Regions from separate parts of the Gossypium hirsutum genome. Here region 2 is linked to region 1. A link is a contact called in public Hi-C data. All regions are on one chromosome and are shown on one strand. Each heading gives the region's core, a stretch centred on a gene start, on an enhancer-like site or on the middle of the called end of the contact. The rest is flanking DNA. Distances are from core to core; before and after follow the strand shown. Region 1 holds the start of LOC107961220 (non-specific lipid-transfer protein 2). Region 2 holds the start of LOC107957501 (receptor protein-tyrosine kinase CEPR2).

Region 1 (4,919 bases), core at 1,545-4,044:
TTTTAGCAGTTTAGATGCTGTTGTTACTTTTATTGCTTCTTTTTAAAGTCTTTTTAGTACATATGTTATAGCTCATTGGCATATTCTTGTGTAATCGTCACAACCAATTTACTATTTATTTCTCTAGGATATAGATTTTATTTTTAAAATATTGATATCATGTCGTGGGTAATTTTTTGTTTTATTGTAACTACAGGAAAACTGTTTTCTTCTTCCACTTCACCTTAATATATTTGGTGTCTGTGTACTTCGTCTTAGCATAGATGTTTTCAAGTTTTTAAAGATATTTGACCAGGCTATGCAGAAAATAACTTTTTTTCTTTGACCTATTTTCCTATTTGTGTATGAATGCAGATATTTCCAGGGCATCCCAGAGGCCATGACAGAGACCGAGCAAAGAAGTGGTTGTGCATGTTGATTACAAGCCAAACTATGTTCTCTGGTTTTATCATTCTTACCCATTTTTTGGTATACATTGCATTCTAAACTCCCATGATCAAAGCATTATTTGTCATTGCTTTGTTTTGTTTTCGGTTGGTAGAGATGAACTCTGCAGAGTTCCCGGTCATTCTTCTTACGTTAGTGTACTGATAAAATGGTTCAGATGGCATTGAAGTTAGACATGAATAAGGCATATGACAGGATTGAGTGAGATTACCTAGAAGGATTGATTAAATTATGACATGTGATAGCGTTACTTATTGGATGGTTTTTAATAGCGAGTAGCATAGTAGGATTGGTCCGACCAAATCCATTGTGCTTAGGCAAGGAGATCCAGTATTGCCTTATTTACTCAACGTTGAAGACATAGATGTTGTTTGTTGGACAAAGAAGTGCTCAGGAAGGCCATGCTCTTTTGATTTCTACGAACGTTTAAAATAATGAATGTAGCACGTGTTGCAGCAATGTTTAAATTTCCTGTTTTAAGTTGACTCTTGATCTTGGAGGGTCCATTTGGGTAAGATTAAAAGTAACAGGGATGATGAGGTTATTAGTTAGTTGTTGTGATATTCTATACTGTAGCAGTGGAAAATACACTAGTTCTAGTGCATTGGATAACTTACTTTTATATTTTTTATAATATTTAAGATTTGTTTTATATATTTATTTAATTATTTTAATTGATTAACTAATTATATAATTTATAAATCTGTTTATTTTATTAAATAAATGTCGAGTATTTAGTACATGGGCGCAGTATACTTTTCTTTTTTATTTCACAAGCATTTTTAAAATTTTGACTTGTGTTTCTTTTTAAAAGAATATTTTATTTAATATTTTAGTATACTTTTAGACATTTGTCAACTTCAAATTTTATTGGTAGTGTATTAAATATTTTCTCTTAAATAAATAGCTTAAAAACTTGTAAATAAAAAATTTATTGAAATAATTAAAAATAAAGGTTAATATATTATTAGAAAGTTAATCACAAATTTTTAAAACATGAATAGTAAAATGGATATAAAAATATTTATAAAAATATTTAAAATTTTTAGGCATATCAATTGTATTGGTTATAAATGATTTAACTTAAAATTTTCAGCATGATTAAACTTATTTTAACCAATTAATTTTTTTTAAAACTAAATCTAAATATTGAAAAATTTAATATTCCAAGAATGTTATTTGCAATTTGAGTATTTGGGTCATACGAAAGTAATTTTTTTACGTTTAGTTGATGGAAGGATTTCATGAGTAAAAACGAAAGAATAAGATTTATTTGGTTAAAAAAAGTATAACAGCTTATTTGAATGGCATGTACTTAGTTTAATGGCTTTTTGAGTAAATTAGTCAAAAATAATTTAAGCAAATAAAAATGTAAAATAACTAATTTAAAATAATTTTAAGAAAAAAATGAATAAAATTAAAATGGTTAAAGATTGCAAAAGTAGCAAAAGATTTGCTAATTGTTTCTTTTCGGGAAAAGTGACTTTAGTGTGCACGGCAGCTGTGGAGCTGGTTTGTTCTGTTTTACTATTATTTATATTAATATTTATTTATTGTTATAATTAAATTTAAATAAAAAGGTTTTTAATTATTTTTTAACAATGAAATACACCATTTGAATAGGTTGGTTCCGTCTTGGAAAATTTCTGGAACCAAATCTAAAAAGTTTTTGTGTACAATGCATCCAAACTAAATTGTTAATGAAATTTTATTTTTCAATAAATATTTGATATCTGAATTTAGAATTAGATGTCAAGGGATAATTTAAATCGTGTTTAATGCATTCAAACTAGATTGTTAATAAAATTTTATTTGCCAATAAATATTTGGTGTCTGAATTTAGAATTAGACGTCAATTTGCACGAGTTTTTATTTTTATCTTAATTTAGTTTAGATCATTTTGAGTTTAAAATATTTAAAATTTAGGTCACTTCAAAATAAATCATTTCGATTTTAAAATCAATTAAGGCATTAAGTACTTTGGATTTGAATAGTCTCTAAATTATTTAAATTGAATTCAATTAAATTAGAATTTGATTTGATTTTTGACTCACCAACTTGATACTAATTTTAGACAAACTTGGAATTCATAAGACGGTCCCAATGGAATGAATGCTTCTATATTACTTACATTTGATGCTGTTGAGAAATGAGAGTAAAATCAATCAATAACATCATAATATAGAGTTATTGGCTTTGGTTAATTTGTTCACACAAAGAGAGGTGCCAACAACTTAACCCAAAATTAACCAAATAAGATTTTAGTTGGGGTCTCAAATCGTGCGGGGAAACGCCCCCATCATAATCCCACACTCGTATATAAATAATGCATGCTCTAATGTCTCACAGCAAATTACCAATCCAAATCCTATAAATGGTACCACCCTCCACTATGATAACAAAGATGAAGAGGTTTTCATATGTTGCCTTAAGTGCGGTACTGTCACTCATGGTGGTGGCGGCCCCAGCGTTTTCGGGTGAAACACGGTGGGCAGAGGCGGCAGTGACATGTAACCCCATAGAGCTCATCCCATGCTTGGCGGCGGTCATGTCGTCCACGCCTCCATCTGAAACCTGTTGCAGCAGGCTGAGGGAGCAGACGCCATGCTTTTGTGGGTACCTTAACGACCCATCTTTAAGACAATTTGCTGATAACCCCATTATTAGAACTGTTGGGAACGCTTGTGGAGTTGCATATCCTCAGTGCTAAAACCTCTTCATTACAATACTATACATACATGCATACATACGTATACATACATAGGGCAGCATATAGGGCTGATTCTGCTGTCAACTATATACTGATCTGAATAAATGAATAATGATGATGAGATGTGGGATAATATTATTTTGTTTATCAATTAGTACATTACCCAAGTGAGTGATTGTTTATATTTTTATAAATACTAATTTTTCAATCCTTTTTAAGATAAATTTGTTCTGATTTTTTTTTTGTATGACGTGACAATATTAGCCACTGTATTAAAACAATTTTAAAAAAATATAATATGAAAATTCATGTGTCTTAAAATTTATGTAATATATATTTTTCTTCGCATGCAATATAAATTATTGATATACTAATTAGGTAGATATAAGTTTAAATATACTTAAATATATTTTTTTCCAATTTAAAAGTTGGAAAGTAATTATGTTTAAAAGAAAATGTTACTGATATATCAAATGCATAAGTAACATAAATTTTGCTTTTTTGGTTGCAGTTAGTATTAATTATCAGAGAGAATGTATGAACATAATTTTGGTTTCATGTTGAAGAGTGGTTACGATTCAGCTGCCTTAGAGAGATTTGTCTAGTATTTCACAAATTATAATGATGTCTTTTGACATGCTCTAATATTAAAGTCCATCCGTGTCAAAGGAAAAATAGGTTAACTGTGTTTGAATGGTTCAAATAGTAAATTAAATGGTTTTTGGAATGTAAATTTTTTTTAAAAAAAATTGTGATTATTTGAATCTAATTTAATTATATTTTATATTTAAAAAAAAAGTAAGAAATGAGTAAGAAATATTTGCCTACTAAATAGGGTGTATTAAACTCGTGATTTAGATACTTTTTATGAATGTTAATTAATTAAGTATAGTAAGTAAAATGGAGATGATATTTGACATTAAATTTGTAGATTAATTGTGAGATGGTGAGTTACTGCACATATAATAAGTAGTACATATTTTAAAAAATAAATATAAAATTTGATTCAATCATCGATTCAATTATGTAAAGTTTTTGGAATCAGGCAGATGGTTAATTTTTGATCTATTTGGTTCAAATCAATAAATAATTAAAATTCATAAGAATTAAAAATATTTTAAAAAATAAATATAAAATTTGATTCAATCATCGATTTAATTAATTTTTTAACTTAATTTAATCGATTTACGAGTAAATTAATTTTTTTACCTTAATTCTAATTCAATATGTTGGTCACTAATCCAATTTAATTTTGAAAATGAGCGTTGTCGTGTAACTTGGCCTCGACAAGATTGTTTGGCTTTTTATGAAGAACATGGCATGGTGCTACCACGAATGCCCCCTACTACTTATGAACCACACACAAGGGAGTGTGTCCAAGTGATTCCAACATAGCAATATACAAGTGAAAGTTCGTCAAAAAAGTACATATAAAATATCAACGTAATCAAAGCATGATCAACACACATTTCAACATACCTGAATTTTCGATGATTTTTTTTCTCCAAATCAACAATAACAAACAAAAACCGAAAAAACAAAATATTCAAAAAGATTGATGGACCAAACTGAGAAAAAAAAAGAAAAGAAGAGGGGACACAAATACATCCTAGGTCAAAAGCAAAAAAGAAAAGGAAAATAAATGAATTGATAAAGAATTTCAGATCTTTTAAGCAAAATCTTGGTTATAAACAGGGTCGCGTTGTGTCAGGTGTAAGTATGATATTAATATATTTTATATTTGTTTAGACTTAACTCGACT
Region 2 (4,919 bases), core at 1,364-3,863, 360 kb before region 1:
CAAGAGCCAATAACAGCCTTAGTTTCCTGTTTTCACACAAGAACCTGGGAAATTCACCTGAAAATTGATTCTCCGATATGTCAATGCTGTCCAGCGGTGAGAATCGACCAAAATTTGCAGGAAATACCCCGGAAAAATTGTTTCTATAAACAGAGAAGCCTATAAGATTACGCATATCACCAAAACCTGCAGGGACTTCTCCAGAAAATTTGTTATTATAACATTGAAAGACCACCAAATTCTTCAGATTTCCCATCTTTTCCGGCAATCTCCCGTGCATCTGATTCGACGAGATGTCGATTTCCCGCAACAGAGAAAGATCAGCAATCCCTGGTGGCAACTCGCCAGTAAAGTTGTTGAAAAATAACTCAATCTTGGTAAGGTTCTTCAATTTGGAAATCGAACTCGGAAAATCCCCAGAAATCTTGTTCCTTGAAATATCCAACGTCTGTAAAGCATTCAAGTCAAAAATGGACTCTGGAATCTGTCCTCTAAGATTGGACCTAGCAAGAAATAGCCAAGTCAAGTTCTTCAAGTTCCCAATACTCTCTGGAATTTCACCTTCATCGTAATGGTTACTGGCTAAACCAAGATAAGCCAGACCTGTTAAGTTCCCGACCCAATTTGGGAACCTGCCTGAAAAGAAGTTAACCGATAAATCAAGAACCTTCAAGTTTTGAAGCCCAGAAAGATCTGGTATGGTTCCAATCATTCCATTCCAGGAAAGATTCAAAACCCTGAGATTGGAACAATGGTTTAGCTGAGGAGGAAGCTTCCCAGAAATTAAATTTTGAGGCAAATAAATGGTTTTAAGATTTCCAAGTGTTGAAATGGAAGGTGAAATTTCGCCAGACAGGGATTTGTTCGCAAGTGAAATCTCGATCACATTGCCTGAAACCGGATCGCAGCTAACTCCGAAGAATTCGCATGGAGATTCCGATTCTTTCCAGGAATCCAACACGTTCAAAGGGTCTTTCAGCATGTTTTTGAAGTCGAGAAGAGCTTGGGTTTCAATGGTGAGTGACAAAGAAGGCGGGAAAACAACTAAAAACAAGATTGAAACAAGGGAAAGAGATCGAAGGGAGAAGAAAAGTGGGTGTTGAGCCATTGTTGATTCTTGATGATAAATTAATAATACCAAACCCAGGATCTTAAAAGCATTTTGAAAAATTAGAATTTGGAAGCTGAATTATTGACATATGCCGATAATTCCAATACCGTCCTGGGCAAGTGGCAAAAGCTGAAAGAGAAAGACAAACAATTACATGAACAAAAATACTGAATTATTATTTTATTCAGACAAACATTAAAATAAACATAAAACATTAATACAAATAAACAATCTGTGAGTGAAGTAGGTTCAAATTTTGCTGATAAAGAGAGAGAGAGAGAGAACGGATGTGACGTTGAGACGTCAATTTTGTTTGTAGCTGTGGATTACTATCGGTATCATAATTAATTATTAATAATTATTATTACAGGAAAGAATATTAGAGACTTAAGCAGGCTTTGAAGTTACTCATTATTACACATATTCTTTTGTTAGAATGGATTTTCATTTGTTCACTAAGTAAAGCAAAGAAATGATTAAAAAAAAGAGGATTCTTGAATTAGTTGAAATTATGATAAATTTCTTTGAAATATATTAAAAAGCAGCCCTTTTTTTAAGGTCGGAAAGTCTGGAATGTTAAGACTCAAATCTAACTTTTAGGTCCTTTAGAGCTATTATTCAATGGATTAAAGCACTAATCATAAACAAAACTTTTTCAACGCAAAATATGAAGAAAATAATCCATAACAACCAATCTTTTTCATCTTCAAACATAAGAACAAATTGGGGTAACGTACCGATAGAAAATTCAGGGTGAAATCCAAAATTTCTCGTTTCGTTGTTTGGCCACTGAGAATGTTGAGCTTAGCTCCCCAAGAAAATAACTCAGTTTCCCAGAAAAGGAAAAAGGCTGGTCTTTTAAGTTTGACTATCTAAAAGCGTTACTTTTCTCCAAAATGTCACTTCTTTTTCCCTTTTTGACACTGTCACTGAAACTCAGTTTTTCCCTAAGAAACTGAGAATAAATCAGAGTAAAAAGGGGAATAATAGTAGTAAATAAAAACCCAGTGGAATGATAATAGTTTGAGGGTGAATAAACAGACAAAATGCTACGAGAAGAAGATTGGGTTAGTGGGGCAGAAAGGCGAACATCATTCATTGTATCGATGATGCGTACATGATTTGAGATTTAGATTTGGGAAATGGTGTAGGTGGAAGCCCCTCTAAAACATAAGATTTAATAATAGAAATAATATTTATATATATGATGCAGCCCAAACAAATTTAACTCCAAGTAGTCGCTTGGATTTTACTTCTTGTGCTAAGTAAAGATGAAATTTTCTTTTGGAAATTTTAGTAACCAGAACTCAATTAGAAGAAGAAAGATCCTTAGGATTAATGGAAGAATTTGAAGTTTCTTGGATGCGTGACAAAGGACTTCAAGCTGAAATTTTTAATTAAGAAAATAATTTATAAAATTGAAATAAAACAAGAATATCTGAAAAGGGATAGAATATAGGATTGTGGAACGGTAACGTGTGAATGATAGTTGATCAAGTCTCATTTGACACCGAAAACACCAACAAACAACCTTAATGCTCCTTAATTAACTCCCCCTGAGTAAATAATTATGGCAAATTAAAGTATTAAGAATCCCACCCCCAATTTGTATTGGAATTATCATAATAAAAAATATTAAAAAATAATGACGATAAATTATGGACTCTTCCCACCACATTATTTTTATTCTTTTCAATTAGTTAATGATATTTTAATATTTTTTAGATATCATTGACATATAATCTGGGTAATTTTTTTACCTTGAACTCAAACTCAAATCCTGAACCTTAAATTCGAACTTAAATATGATCTAAACCTTGAACCCGTTCATTATGTAGGATTCAAGGTTTGGGATTTGAGTTTCAAGATTCAGGATAACAAAATTACTAAAATTATGTGTCAATGACATGAAAAAATTTGTTAATGTCATTAAATAATTGAAAAAAGACCATGAATGATGTGGTGGAGAGGGTCTACAAATTAATTTCTCCAATGTTAATTCTTGATGGATGTTGAATCCACCAAAAATAATATTCTTACACCTGATCCTTAAATATAAGGAGTAAAGTCAATTCCACAAAGATTGTTTTAATTGGCTACGCGCTTAGCTCCGGTTTCAAACCAATCCTTAATAACAAGTCTTCCACTTGAACCAATAAATTAGTTATATTGATCGGTAAAGCCTCATATCACTAACCCTATGATAGACTTGTGAACTAGAAGTGTCTAACTTGAACCAACAACCTCAATCGTGTGGATCGTTTAGATTTGATTGCCATTTTTTTTTTATGGATCTAACCAACTACTTAATTGAACATATCAATGTACTTTTTGGTAAATTAAATATAACAGACGATTAATTCAGTATTTTCATCTGTATATTTATCAACACTGAATTAACAAAAATTCAGTGTCAATATAGTTTTATGAGATGATAGTATCTATTTTCTTAACCGAAAAAATAACAAAAAAAAACAGAATGAAGATTTTGAATTGCGGCTTCTAATTTCATGGCTCTCCTCAAATTGTCCATCCACTGGATTGGGGTTGAGCTATTCCCAAGATTAAAGTTTATTGGATGAGCAAGGCGCAAGAATGCAGTGGTGAAACAGAACTGAAAACGAAAGAAAGGAAAAGTTGAATTGGAATTCATTTCTGATTTCGTACTACAGAGGCGCACCCTTCCCCACGCATATATATTATATAAGAAATAAAATCTTAATTCTAGTTACATTCAATAATTTAGAATAAAAGATAATAGAGGAGAAAGTAAAAAATAAAAATATCATCTTTTTAAATAAATCCCAAAATAAAATAAAAATATCTAAACTCTTGTACTGTTTATTATTATTTGAGGGCCCATATTTTTTTTATTTTTTTTTCTAGACTTTCTCGACTTTACTCCACAACTTCATAAAAAATGAAATAATAAATTCAAAGTTAATGACATTTTATTAAAAAAGTATATCAAATAATCATAATAAATATGTTAATTACTCACATTATCACTCTTAATAGCCAATCATCCCAAACTTTAAAAAAAAAGCATGTCTAAAGAACTTGCAAAACAATGAAAGTCTACAGCCTAAAAGAAACTCAATTGAATTCAGCTATGCAATGTTCATTAAAGTAAGGTATAATCAACATCTTCCTTCAACTTTACCAAAAAAATTTATTTTAGTCAATCATTTTTTTCCCTTTTTTTCAATTTTTCAATTTGTATTTTTTATTAAATCGTCTGAAAATTTAAGAAAAAGTTAACATTTTTTTAATTTTACTGGCATACATGTAGATTGACATGTGGATGACACATAAGCATTTAACTAATTTTTTAAAATTTTAAAAATTAAAAAAAATTAAAAATGATGTTTAAATTATCAAAATTATTAAAAAAGTATAAAAAAATATTTTTTAAAATTTTTTTAAATTTTAAAAAAATAATTAAATGTTAACGTGTATGCCATGTTAGTAAAGTTAACGTTGATATAAAAAAGTACAAATTCAAATACTAAAAAAGGCCAAAATTTTAAATGAATAGCTAAAATGATTTTTTTTTTGTAAGGTTAAAGGGCCAAAAACCTTAAAATAATACCAATTGAATTCTTGATATAAGAAACTAGTAAAATTTGGAGATTTATTTCAAGTAAAACTCTTCAAAATTCTAAAAAAAGATTTAAATAAACTTACTTTACTTGATAATACAAAAAAAACTAGTAAAATTTGTTAGAATTTGATCCTCATGTTTCATAAAAGTTGAGAAGTTAGATCAATTGTATTATACTATTAAATCTTGTCATAAATTAATAAT

Evidence for each region. A called contact is a pair of places that touch in the nucleus more often than the background predicts.
Region 2: a Hi-C map of leaf shows a contact between it and region 1, with 2.0 times the contacts expected there. The contact joins the promoter of LOC107957501 here to the promoter of LOC107961220 in region 1. A contact is called at or near these places in 2 of 34 Hi-C or Micro-C datasets (both in leaf).

The regions. Positions count from the first base shown.
Region 1 is chrA05:31,292,759-31,297,677 of Gossypium_hirsutum_v2.1, reverse strand. LOC107961220 (non-specific lipid-transfer protein 2) reads left to right here and starts at 2,794. Exons shown (of 1, transcript XM_016897419.2): 1 at 2,794-3,290. The coding sequence starts at 2,822. The coding sequence ends at 3,157. It overlaps LOC107957510 (ras-related protein Rab7), which reads left to right. Exons shown (of 8, transcript XR_001700475.2): 7 at 355-468; 8 at 605-1,101.
Region 2 is chrA05:31,648,538-31,653,456 of Gossypium_hirsutum_v2.1, reverse strand. It overlaps LOC107957501 (receptor protein-tyrosine kinase CEPR2), which reads right to left and starts at 2,613. Exons shown (of 3, transcript XM_016893023.2): 1 at 1,849-2,613; 2 at 1-1,240. The coding sequence starts at 1,108.